Linked DNA regions of Mus musculus: regions 2 and 3 are each linked to region 1. Evidence: chromatin contacts called from public HiChIP or PLAC-seq data. All regions are on one chromosome and are shown on one strand. The core of a region is the stretch at or near the end of the contact, and the rest is flanking DNA. Distances in the headings are between cores, read along the strand shown.

The links. HiChIP or PLAC-seq counts read pairs in DNA pulled down with a chosen protein or histone mark.
Region 2: a contact with region 1 is called in an H3K27ac HiChIP or PLAC-seq map of embryonic stem cells, with 8 read pairs. The contact joins two enhancer-like sites. A contact is called at or near these places in 7 of 484 Hi-C or Micro-C datasets (embryonic stem cells, myocytes, nephron progenitors and 1 more) and 2 of 115 datasets of contacts at active chromatin or transcription factors (embryonic stem cells and pancreatic cancer cells).
Region 3: a contact with region 1 is called in an H3K27ac HiChIP or PLAC-seq map of embryonic stem cells, with 9 read pairs. The contact joins two enhancer-like sites. A contact is called at or near these places in 1 of 484 Hi-C or Micro-C datasets (embryonic stem cells), 1 of 115 datasets of contacts at active chromatin or transcription factors (embryonic stem cells) and 2 of 9 other capture datasets (adipose tissue and pancreatic islet).

What each region holds. Positions count from the first base shown.
Region 1 is chr10:68,179,264-68,182,438 of GRCm38.p6, reverse strand. All of the region lies in intron 4 of Arid5b (AT rich interactive domain 5B (MRF1-like)), which reads left to right. All of the region lies in intron 1 of Gm51770 (a long non-coding RNA gene), which reads right to left. Among named protein-coding and RNA genes, the nearest start is that of Gm51770, 30 kb to the right of the region's middle. Within about 2 kb of position 1,483, at least 38 of the 459 cell types and tissues checked have an H3K27ac peak or open chromatin away from gene starts, as enhancers often do. A contact at or near this core is called in embryonic stem cells, where this site is marked.
Region 2 is chr10:68,344,519-68,347,693 of GRCm38.p6, reverse strand. No RefSeq gene overlaps it. Among named protein-coding and RNA genes, the nearest start is that of Gm32748, 5.9 kb to the right of the region's middle. Within about 2 kb of position 1,548, at least 15 of the 459 cell types and tissues checked have an H3K27ac peak or open chromatin away from gene starts, as enhancers often do. A contact at or near this core is called in embryonic stem cells, where this site is marked.
Region 3 is chr10:68,042,796-68,045,970 of GRCm38.p6, reverse strand. Rtkn2 (rhotekin 2) reads right to left here. Exons shown (of 12, transcript NM_001359319.1): 12 at 2,107-3,175. Among named protein-coding and RNA genes, the nearest start is that of Rtkn2, 65 kb to the right of the region's middle. Within about 2 kb of position 1,755, at least 37 of the 459 cell types and tissues checked have an H3K27ac peak or open chromatin away from gene starts, as enhancers often do. A contact at or near this core is called in embryonic stem cells, where this site is marked.

The sequences.
Region 1 (3,175 bases), core at 234-2,733:
GGGTAATGTCTAAACCTATGATCTGAGCATAAATTGAATCATATTAGTAGTAGGTGATTGAACAGCTTCAGCCCCGACATCCTGCCTGTATTCGTCCATCTTGTTGGTGACACAGCTCTACCGCTGCCCTGTGCTTTCTTAGCACAAGATAATTGACTATTTAAAAAAAACAACAACACGTTAGACTCCCCATTGAAGCATTATGAAAATTCATTGTATCGCACATGCAATTAGGAAATGGGATTTTTAACAACAACAACAACAACGGGGAGCGTGAAGAAAATAGCATTTTGTTTTCTTCTGAAAAATCTTTCCCATAAGCATGGTTGCTGCTTCCACTGTCCTGTGTCCCTCACAGACATTTTCCCAACAGCTCCCCTTCTGTCTCTTACCTGGTTATGTAATGAGTTCTGTTTTGTTAAATGGCACTCTGGCATTTATATTGTGTGTGCTATAGAGGCAAACCACTGGGTGGGGGTGGGGCAAACATTTTGTCTGTCCTTTGCTGTTAGAACCATAAAAGGTCCAGCACTTTGTAATGAGCAGTGTTTACAATACCATCACGTCAATTGATTTCACATGTGTGAAGGGTGGACCAACTAATTTCAAACAGAGGCGCACCCAGAACAACACAGGAATGAGGCGCTAGCTTTCAACAGAGGACTGCAAAGGTAGCCCCATTTACCCCAATACTGTGGAGACAGTATTTAAGAGTAGGGAGGACTAAATGTCTTTTGACGTGGTTCACTTTTACATAAAAGATTTTGTGTAAAATGCTTGCGTGCGCATGTGTGTTTTGAATTGCCGAGACGTAAGAAGCAGAAGTCGCGCTTTTTTAAAGTTTTTTGTCAGTTTAGGTATCTTGTGTGTTTCTGGACAAGAGTATGGGGCAGGGTGAAGCGTGGCTTTGGTCAACTGTGTGTGGGACAAAGAGATGACATGGGCTGTCATTAGGTATTTGGTCCTTGTGTAGACACCATGAGCTCTGGCCTATAGGGAGAAAACCTTGGCTGCATTTATGCTTAGGCAGACGTTCCACTGGGGATGGCGTGTGGGAAAGGGCTACACACTGAGGTAAAGAGAGTGCTAAGGCGCACCTGCAAAGAGATCACGTGATCGCAAAGAGATCATGTGATCGGGGCTCAACCATCTGATTCGCTACAGCAATTGCCATGAGGTCCCTTACGTGTTCCATCCTTAAAAACTGGCATTCCCAGCCGTCTTACCAGGTTCAGAATAAGTCACTGCTGTTACACACACACACACACACACACACACACACACACACACACACACACACACACACACACACACGCACGCACGCACACGCACACACCAGGGATCAGTAGACCAGTATCTTCCTAACAGATAACAGATAACAGATGAAGGTTGGAGTGAGGATCAGTCTCAGGCTGTATTCATCTGCTCCACTGTGTGTGCCTCTGTTGAATCTGGCTTGCTCACACTTCACACATGTGAAACCAACCTGCTTCTGCAGGAATCTCAGGTTAGACAGTGTGCGTGCGTTCATGGGACATCATTGTGCTTGCTCTCTGAATCCTAAGGGAATCCGATTCCTAGAGCTCCTGGGGGCTTCCCGAGGGAATGACGGTGTGTGTAGTTGTCCACAGCTCACAGGCTGTTTTAAAGATACTCTTCTGAGTCTTTAAAGACTCAGATACTTCTGATACTTTCAAGAGTCTTCTGAATTGAGCTTTGCCCTTTCCCATTTCCTGTTAGTTGCAATGGTGATGTTACAGCCAAAAGAATTAAGAGCAAAGGGAAAAGACAGAGTAGGAGAGGTAACGAACCTTGATTTTTTTTTATTATTATTTTAATTTTTAAAAATTTTAAAATTATTTATTATTCACGTACTTATTTTTTGGTTTTTCCAGGCTGTGCGCAAACTCACTCTGTAAACTAACCTGGTCTCAAACTCAGAGATCCACCTGCCTCTGCCTCCCAAGTGCTGGGCTTAAAGGTGTGCCACTGCCACTGCCTGGATGAAGCCTTGAATTTGGGTGGAAAGCAATTCAAAACATGCAAAGTCATTATGAATCAGAAGCTGCCTCTTCCCCGCCCCCAGATCACGTGATCTGATCACATGCTTTGCTGGAAATGAAGGGAAGGCAGTTGTTGTCTTAAGGATTATGGAAATTTGCAAGTAAACTGTTTTTGCTTCCCCCACCACCCACCCCCTCTTAGTAAAGTGGCTTTCATGGTCACATTTCTTGGTCACAGTGGATTCTGATGATCAAATGGTTTTGCTCCACGTTTGGGAGTTCACCGTCTCTGGTGGTCACCATCTCCCAAAGGACAATAAAGCAGTCATTTGTCTTTAATTGAAAGTGATTAGGAAAAGAGGGCTTCAGGCATGCAGCTGTTGCACAGAAGGCCTCCACCTTCAGGAACCCCCTCTGTGCCCTCCTGGAACTTTCCTGGAGTCTGTTTATCCCTAGAGTACAGTTGTAGCAAGTCACCCTTCTGCTCTGTGCTCTCAGACAAGAGGCAAAAGAAAATGTTTACATTCTGATAGCGAAGCAAATCCCTGTAAGTCTGTGGGTAGAGGCGCATCTGACGCATCCCACGTAATGATTTAACACGTGGGCTCCACCCACTGGGCTGTGGGTAGGAAGGGGGCTTGAGAGGGGACCACCCTGGTCAGAGGGACTGGTAGCCTGGATCCCAACCCACTTAGGGATTCAGGAAAAGATATTTTATCTTGCTGCTATGAATTGATTTAGAGTCAGGTCTTAAGGAATGCTGAGAACTAGCTCTTGTCTTTTTCTTTTGGGAGAACTTAAAAGGATATCTTAAAACAACTCGGATGGTTTTTGTAGCCGGGAGGACTCAGAGAGTTACTAACCAGTTAGGACTCACGGGTGTGATAAATTCACCTTTACCCCAGAAGGAAGAGGCTGTCTGTGTTGACTAACCCTTGACCTAGTATTTCATCTAGAAAGTAACTGATTCTCCATGACAAAACCAAGATCCATATATTCCCCACTATAACCAGATTTTTTTTTTAATTAAAAAAATCATACGTGTTTGTGCTGCAACTCAGTTGGTGGCATACTTGAAGCTCTGGGTCAGTCTGTAGCCGCACATTGTCTGGGAATAGTGACGCTTGCCTCTGATCCCAGAATTTGGAAGCTAGACGTCCAAGGACCAGGAG
Region 2 (3,175 bases), core at 299-2,798, 170 kb before region 1:
TTTAAGTAATTAGTGCAACTATTTTTCCCCCCTCTGTGTGAGTTTTCCCTTCGTTACATCTCAATGAGCTTGTTTTAAGTCAGGGGATCTAAGAATCAAATCATAATTGGAAACTTGCTATTCCCCCCACGGAGTGGCTGAATGCCTCCCTTAAGCTATGACATTCACTCCCAGATAGTTTAGAATCTTTAGCAAAGCCAGAGCTCAGAAGCATCGCAGAACCCTCTGCAGGTCAGGTTTAAGCTGATAAGTGGAGGAGCTGACCTTCAAAGGCTATAGTTTTGATTTTAGGCCATGCTCACCCACCAGGATGTGCCAATTTCCATGTCCTCAAAGCTTGGTATCCCTACCCCCACCCCCACTCACTTCTCCTTACACAGCCCCTACCACATGGGCCAAACACACTCTTTTCAGTATTGTAAGCTGCATTTGTTTTGATGCACTTTAGCAAACTTACTTCTTAGGAATGCTTGAGAACAGACTTAGATTTTAAAATAAGAGGAACTCTCCAAAACGAGCCTGGTTGTGATAGAACAGGACTTAAAGTTGGATATATAATTGCACAAGGCATATGATTTCAATTCCTCAAGTTTGATTTTTAAAATTTCTTAGAAAGTGTATGTTAGTAAAAATTGTATTCTTGGTAAACAAAATATTTTATTTAAAAATCCATTACTTCGTAAGTGTTAAAAGAGTAGACCAGATATCAAATGTAATCTCTGCCTTTCTAATTCTCTAAAAGCAGGAAGTGTTGCATGTATTTTCTGGGGGAAAAAATGAATATTGATGGTTTTTCATTCATCATGGGTTTGATATAGGGCTGCATTGTTTTTTTGTTTTTTGTTTTTCTTTTTTTCTGGCCATTGTCTCACTGAAGTCCACAGCAAGCTGTTGCTATGGCTAGTATTCTGTTCTATTTATAAATCAGGAAGTTAGGTCCGGAGAAATTAAGGGGCACTTCCAGGGTCATAGAACTGAAGAATGTCCACAGCAGGATTTTAGCTTTTTCTCACTCTAAGTTGAGAGTCTTGTGCTATATCCAAACCCATGATACAAATTATTTAGGTAGACATCCAGACATATATATCTCTGTGATAAGAACATTTGTTCTCGATTTTGTAGGGGACTAGAAAAATAATAGCATTTCCCTTTCCTAAATAAATCTATAGTGGGATGCCTGATTGTGTTAGAGGAGTAAAGGGTCAGGGGAGTACTGGGATGCTCTATCTAAAGGAAGAAGGGCTGAGCTCCCTGGAAACTGGGCGGATGGGATACTGGGTCTCCCTCCGGAGACGTTTCCCACAAGGCCTCAGTCCAGGTGTTTTGACTAAAGCCTGCTTCCACTTAGTTCACCGGGGGTATGGTTGCTTATCTTTAGCGTGTGCGTGCCTAGATTGCTCTGAGCACAAATTGAAAATCTCCAGCAGGCAGAATCAAACTCACAGAAGTTTGTTTTGCCTCGTCAGGTCAGCCTTCGCATTCAGCAATAAAGAGGCTCCTCTAACACAAACGCAGCTCCTGCTTCCCTGTGGCCGCTGCCACATTGAACCCATTGGTAACACACTAGGGGATTCATGCACTCCGGCAGGAACGGGATGCACTGCAAAGCAGGGATGCGTAGGGACCGGGAACGTGGCCCAGGGGGCGGGGGGTGGTTAATTGTCAGCCTTGTAAGCATGAAGACCCACCTGAGTTCAAGTTTCAAGACCTCCATTAAAAATGGCAGATGTGGTTGCAGGCATTTGTGTTCTCAGTACTGAGGAAGCAGAGATGAGTGGCTTCTACCTTAGCCTACTTGGCAAGTTCCGGGCCAGTGGGGTGGGGGGAGTGGGAATTATCTCACAAATGTGGGGGTAGGGGTTCCTGAAGAATAATACACCAATACACCGGTGCTTGATCTCTGACACTGCATTTATGCGCGCGCGCGCGCGCGCGCGCGCGCACACACACACACACACACACACACACACACACACACACACACACACACAGCTGAAGCGGGTATCCCACCAATCCACTGATGGCGCTGCCTTTGAAAGCAGCTACTGGAGTCACAAGGCTGACCTTTGGAGTGGGAGAAGTTGAACGCCAACCAGGAGGAGCGGAGATTCCACAGAGCAGCCCAAGTCATGCCAGGTGCCCCTGTTCCTACGGGAGGCATTTTTCCTCCCTCTAGCTTTGGTCTCTGTCACAGGCTCCATTTCCATCATTAGCGATGAAAAGAAAATATGTGTGAGCGCCAAGAAACGTCTCTTTCCTTGAAAACACACGGAGGTCATTGCTTGTGCCTGGGCCACAAAGTGGTGAGGCAGTTGCCTGAGCCGGCAACTCATTAAACTTCGGAACGAGGTCCGTCTTCTGTGCGCCTATGTGTTTTCAAGCTGTTTTGTGACACATTGTCAGAAATCAGGTATCCAGACTCTCGTGCTCTGGCTTTCAACGGCTGCTTTTGCACTTCCCTTTCACACAATTAAACACCCTACGCTACTTAACAGAGCAATAACTCACACATCAATAAAGCAATAAATAATTGTGCTGAGCCGGACTCTGGGGCCTAAGCAGCAACTGTGAGCAATAGTTTGGATTCATCAATGGGCTTAGATAATAGAAAAGCAAAAGCCTGTCAAGGACTGGAGAGAAACCTTCCAGATTCCTAAGCTATGAATGGATGCTAGCTCCCAGGAGGCTTGCAAGGAGAACACCAGCAGGAGAGCTAGCCCAGAGGTCAACCATAGCAGGGTTTTTTGTTTTGTTTTGTTTTGTTTTTTGGGTTTTTTTAAAGATTTATTTATTTATCTTATGTTTGTGAGTAGACTGTTGCTGTCTACCGACACACCAAAAGAGAGCATCAGATCCCATTACAGGTGGCTGTGAACCACCAAGTGGTTGCCCAGAATTGAACTCTGAACCTTTGGAAGAGCAGTCAGTGCTCTTAAGCACTGAGCCATCTTCTCTCCAGCCCTCCTCTCTCTTTCTCTCATAGCTTAGCTGGACCTCATAAATCTAAGGCTCTGGAATCAGAATCTGGGAACCTGGATTTTATTTGTACATATGTGTGTATCCATATATGTGCGTGTATGTTCCTGTGTGTATGCATGCACACATTGAAATGTGTGTGCACACCTATAGAGGTCAGAAGACAATCTACTTTTTGTTATCTCACTGGTCAAATAGG
Region 3 (3,175 bases), core at 506-3,005, 140 kb after region 1:
GACTGTCCTGGAACTCACTCTGTAGACCAGGCTGTCACCTGACTTCCTATGTGGGCTGTGGCATATACACCTTATACATAAACAAATAAGTAACACTTAAAAATAAAAATAAAAGTCCTTTAAAAAAAGCTCAAAAGTATTTTCCTCCGCGTGGTTACCTGGAAAAATAACACAATCTATAACAACAGTGTTCATAGAACTATTCTTAGCAATAAAGTAGTTGACATATATTTCAGGCTGGATAGATAATGGTACAGTGGTTAAGAGCACTGGCTGCTCCTGCAGAGGAGTTCTTTTGCATGGATTCTGAGAGAGGCTCACCTGTGATTCAGTTCCGCGAGGTCCAAGGACCTCTTCTGGCATCCATGGGCACACATGTTTGCATGGGTGTGTATACATATGCATGCATGCGTGTGTGTGTGTGTGTGTGTGTGTGTGTGCGCACATATACCCAGACAGAGACAGAAAGAGTCTCTCAATAAAAATTAAAAAAAATAGAAATGCTTTTTTTTTTTTTAGCTTTTCAAGACATGTTTGTTGGTGTAGCTGTCCTAGAACTCGCTCCATAGACCAGGCTGGCCTCAAACCCAGAGATCTGCCTGCCTCTGCCTCCCCAGTACTGAGATTAAAGGGAAACGCCATCCCCGCCCATCTAGAAATGCCGTTGAAACTGCACAGGACAGAGAAGACAACTGCCAGAATGTAAATGGTCATTAATTGCACCTTAACTGCTACCCACCAACGCACTCTTGAACGAACCAATGAGTTCCGGAAAGTTCTGGCTCGGAGATACAATTCACTGCAAGAAGCCTCTTTCTTCCCCCCTTGCTCCAGGCATCTGCAGCATCTCTAACATGGCTGCCCCTGCTGAGTTGCACAGGCGATTGCATTTAAATGGCATTGAACACAAACTACTCCAAATGCCCCTATAATTTCAATTTGGACTGAATTAATTAACTTCACAGTAGGTGGCCGAGGTATCTAAAGGGAAGACTTGCCAGCATTGCCTACCTACCTTGCACCGGTGGTCTCTAAGAGACCGTTCCTATTGATTTTTAATGAACAGTGCTAAGTGAGGGAGATTTTCTCCTAAAAGGCAGAGACAAATATTGATAAGGAATGTGTGGTTTTCTACACACAGCCATATCTGCTTGAAAGTTGTGTGTGGAACAGTGCAGACAGTTAAAAACCTGTGAAATCAGCAAGCGCGGGCCGTGCTTGGTGTTTCGGATGGATTTTAGCTTGAGAAGTGTGTATTTACGTTTAAAAGGGTGTTCTTTCTCTTCGAAAGATGTCAAAATAAGGAAATTGCTGTTTGTAATTTATAGCACAGACCTAGAGGTGTAAGTGCAACTGCCAGAGACGTTATCTCTCCGTCATGGAAAGCACCTTAATATGAAATATCTGGGATTTTTTTCTATTAAGTTTCTCCAATTTTAAATGTTATCAAGATCTGTTAGCGAAGAAATGATTCGGAAGGACACTGGAGGACGACCTGCTCACACAAAGCTGCCTCACCTTTCCTATCACGCATCCCTCCGCTCTGCGTTCTAGTTCAGCAAATGAGGGAAAACTTCTTAAAAATTCCTTGGAAGCTTTTAAGTCAGTATCTCCGGATATTTTTAAGTTGTGAAGGAACGTGAGACAAGAGGGAAGGAAGGTGGAAAGGGTTAGAAGGAGGGGAGTAAGAGAGAGAAGGACAAGCCTGTCCTAACTTCTTTTGTTGTGCGGGGTGGGCGTGACCTAGCATTTGATGAGCAGAGTGATACAGAGAGGAACCTCCAGGAACTGGTGGGGGTTGGGCAGAGCTTCACTCACCATGAGGCTCTGGGAAGGAGGCTGGTTTCAGACCTGGTGCAAAGCTGCCCTCTGAGAACACAACTCCTCCAGAGTGTCTCCAGGAACACATACATACATACACACACACACACACACACACACACACACACACACACACACCCTAAATTCTTCCAGCGGCAACTTGCACACGAAATCAGAAGTGGCTGGTGAATTTAAATCCCGGCCTGCAATAGAGGAACACAGTAAGTGAGGGGCACAGCGGGGAGGGACGGGGGCACTTGGGTGCCAGGAATCAGAAGCAATTTTGCCAGCAGCATCTTTTAATTAAAAAAAAAAAAAAAAAAAAAGAGGTTGCATCAAAAGTTCATGGGCATTGTTGAAGATATCGGTGAGGGCTAACAGAGGCATTTTCAAGCAAAAAATACAACTTTACTGGGGCTGGAGAGATGGCTCAGGACTTGCTCTTCCAGAGGTGCTGAGTTCAGTTCCCAACAACCACATGGTGGCTCATGACCATCTGTAATGGGATCTGATGCCCTCTTCTGGTGTGTCTGAAGACAGCTATGGTGTACTTAAATACATAAAGTAAGTATTAAAAAGAAAGAAATGGCAATTACCACCAAAACTTTTGAGACCCTGTTAGATTAAAACAAAAACAAAACCACGGCCACCTATTCTTCAAGTTTCCATGGCTGTAGGAGTCTCCACACAGCTTCTGCCTTCTGCCTTCACAGAGGGCCCTTTGTCGCTGCTCTCGGGTTCCCCTTTTTTACTGGGGGTCCTGGGCAAGCAATAGTGTACATATTACCTGTTAGTTAGAGGAGCACTGTGCAGAAATGAGAAACAAAAACAAGACAAAACAGACAAACTATCCCCTAAAAGCGATGAATGGGTTGGTCCGATCAATACCTTTGTTGGCCACTTTACACAGATGTAGTTCCCATCCAGATGGACAGAGCTCAGCAGCCTGGAGCCTCCTTCCTTCAGTGTGATGGTTTGTGGTGCCCGTTAGGGCTTGGGAGGTCCTGGTCTGTTCAGGACTGTTTTAATACCCTCTGGGAAGTTTTGCTTGGAAATTATGATGACATTTTAAAACCGTTCCGCTGTTCTTGTTTACAAAAGGGGTTATTATAAAAAGTGGGTTTTTCTTTTTGTCCACTTAAGATATTCATTCTCTTGCTAGTTATCCCCCCTATTCAATTTATAATCCTGTTTGGGTCACTGTGATTAGTTGCCATGGAAATTACCTTCTATGGAAATGACGCCAATGTGATTACTGAATGAATATGACTTTTAACGGGCAATATCAATAACCGACATCAGCCCTCACTCAAAAAAAAGAAAATCTAATTAAAAAATTGAAAAAGGATTAATT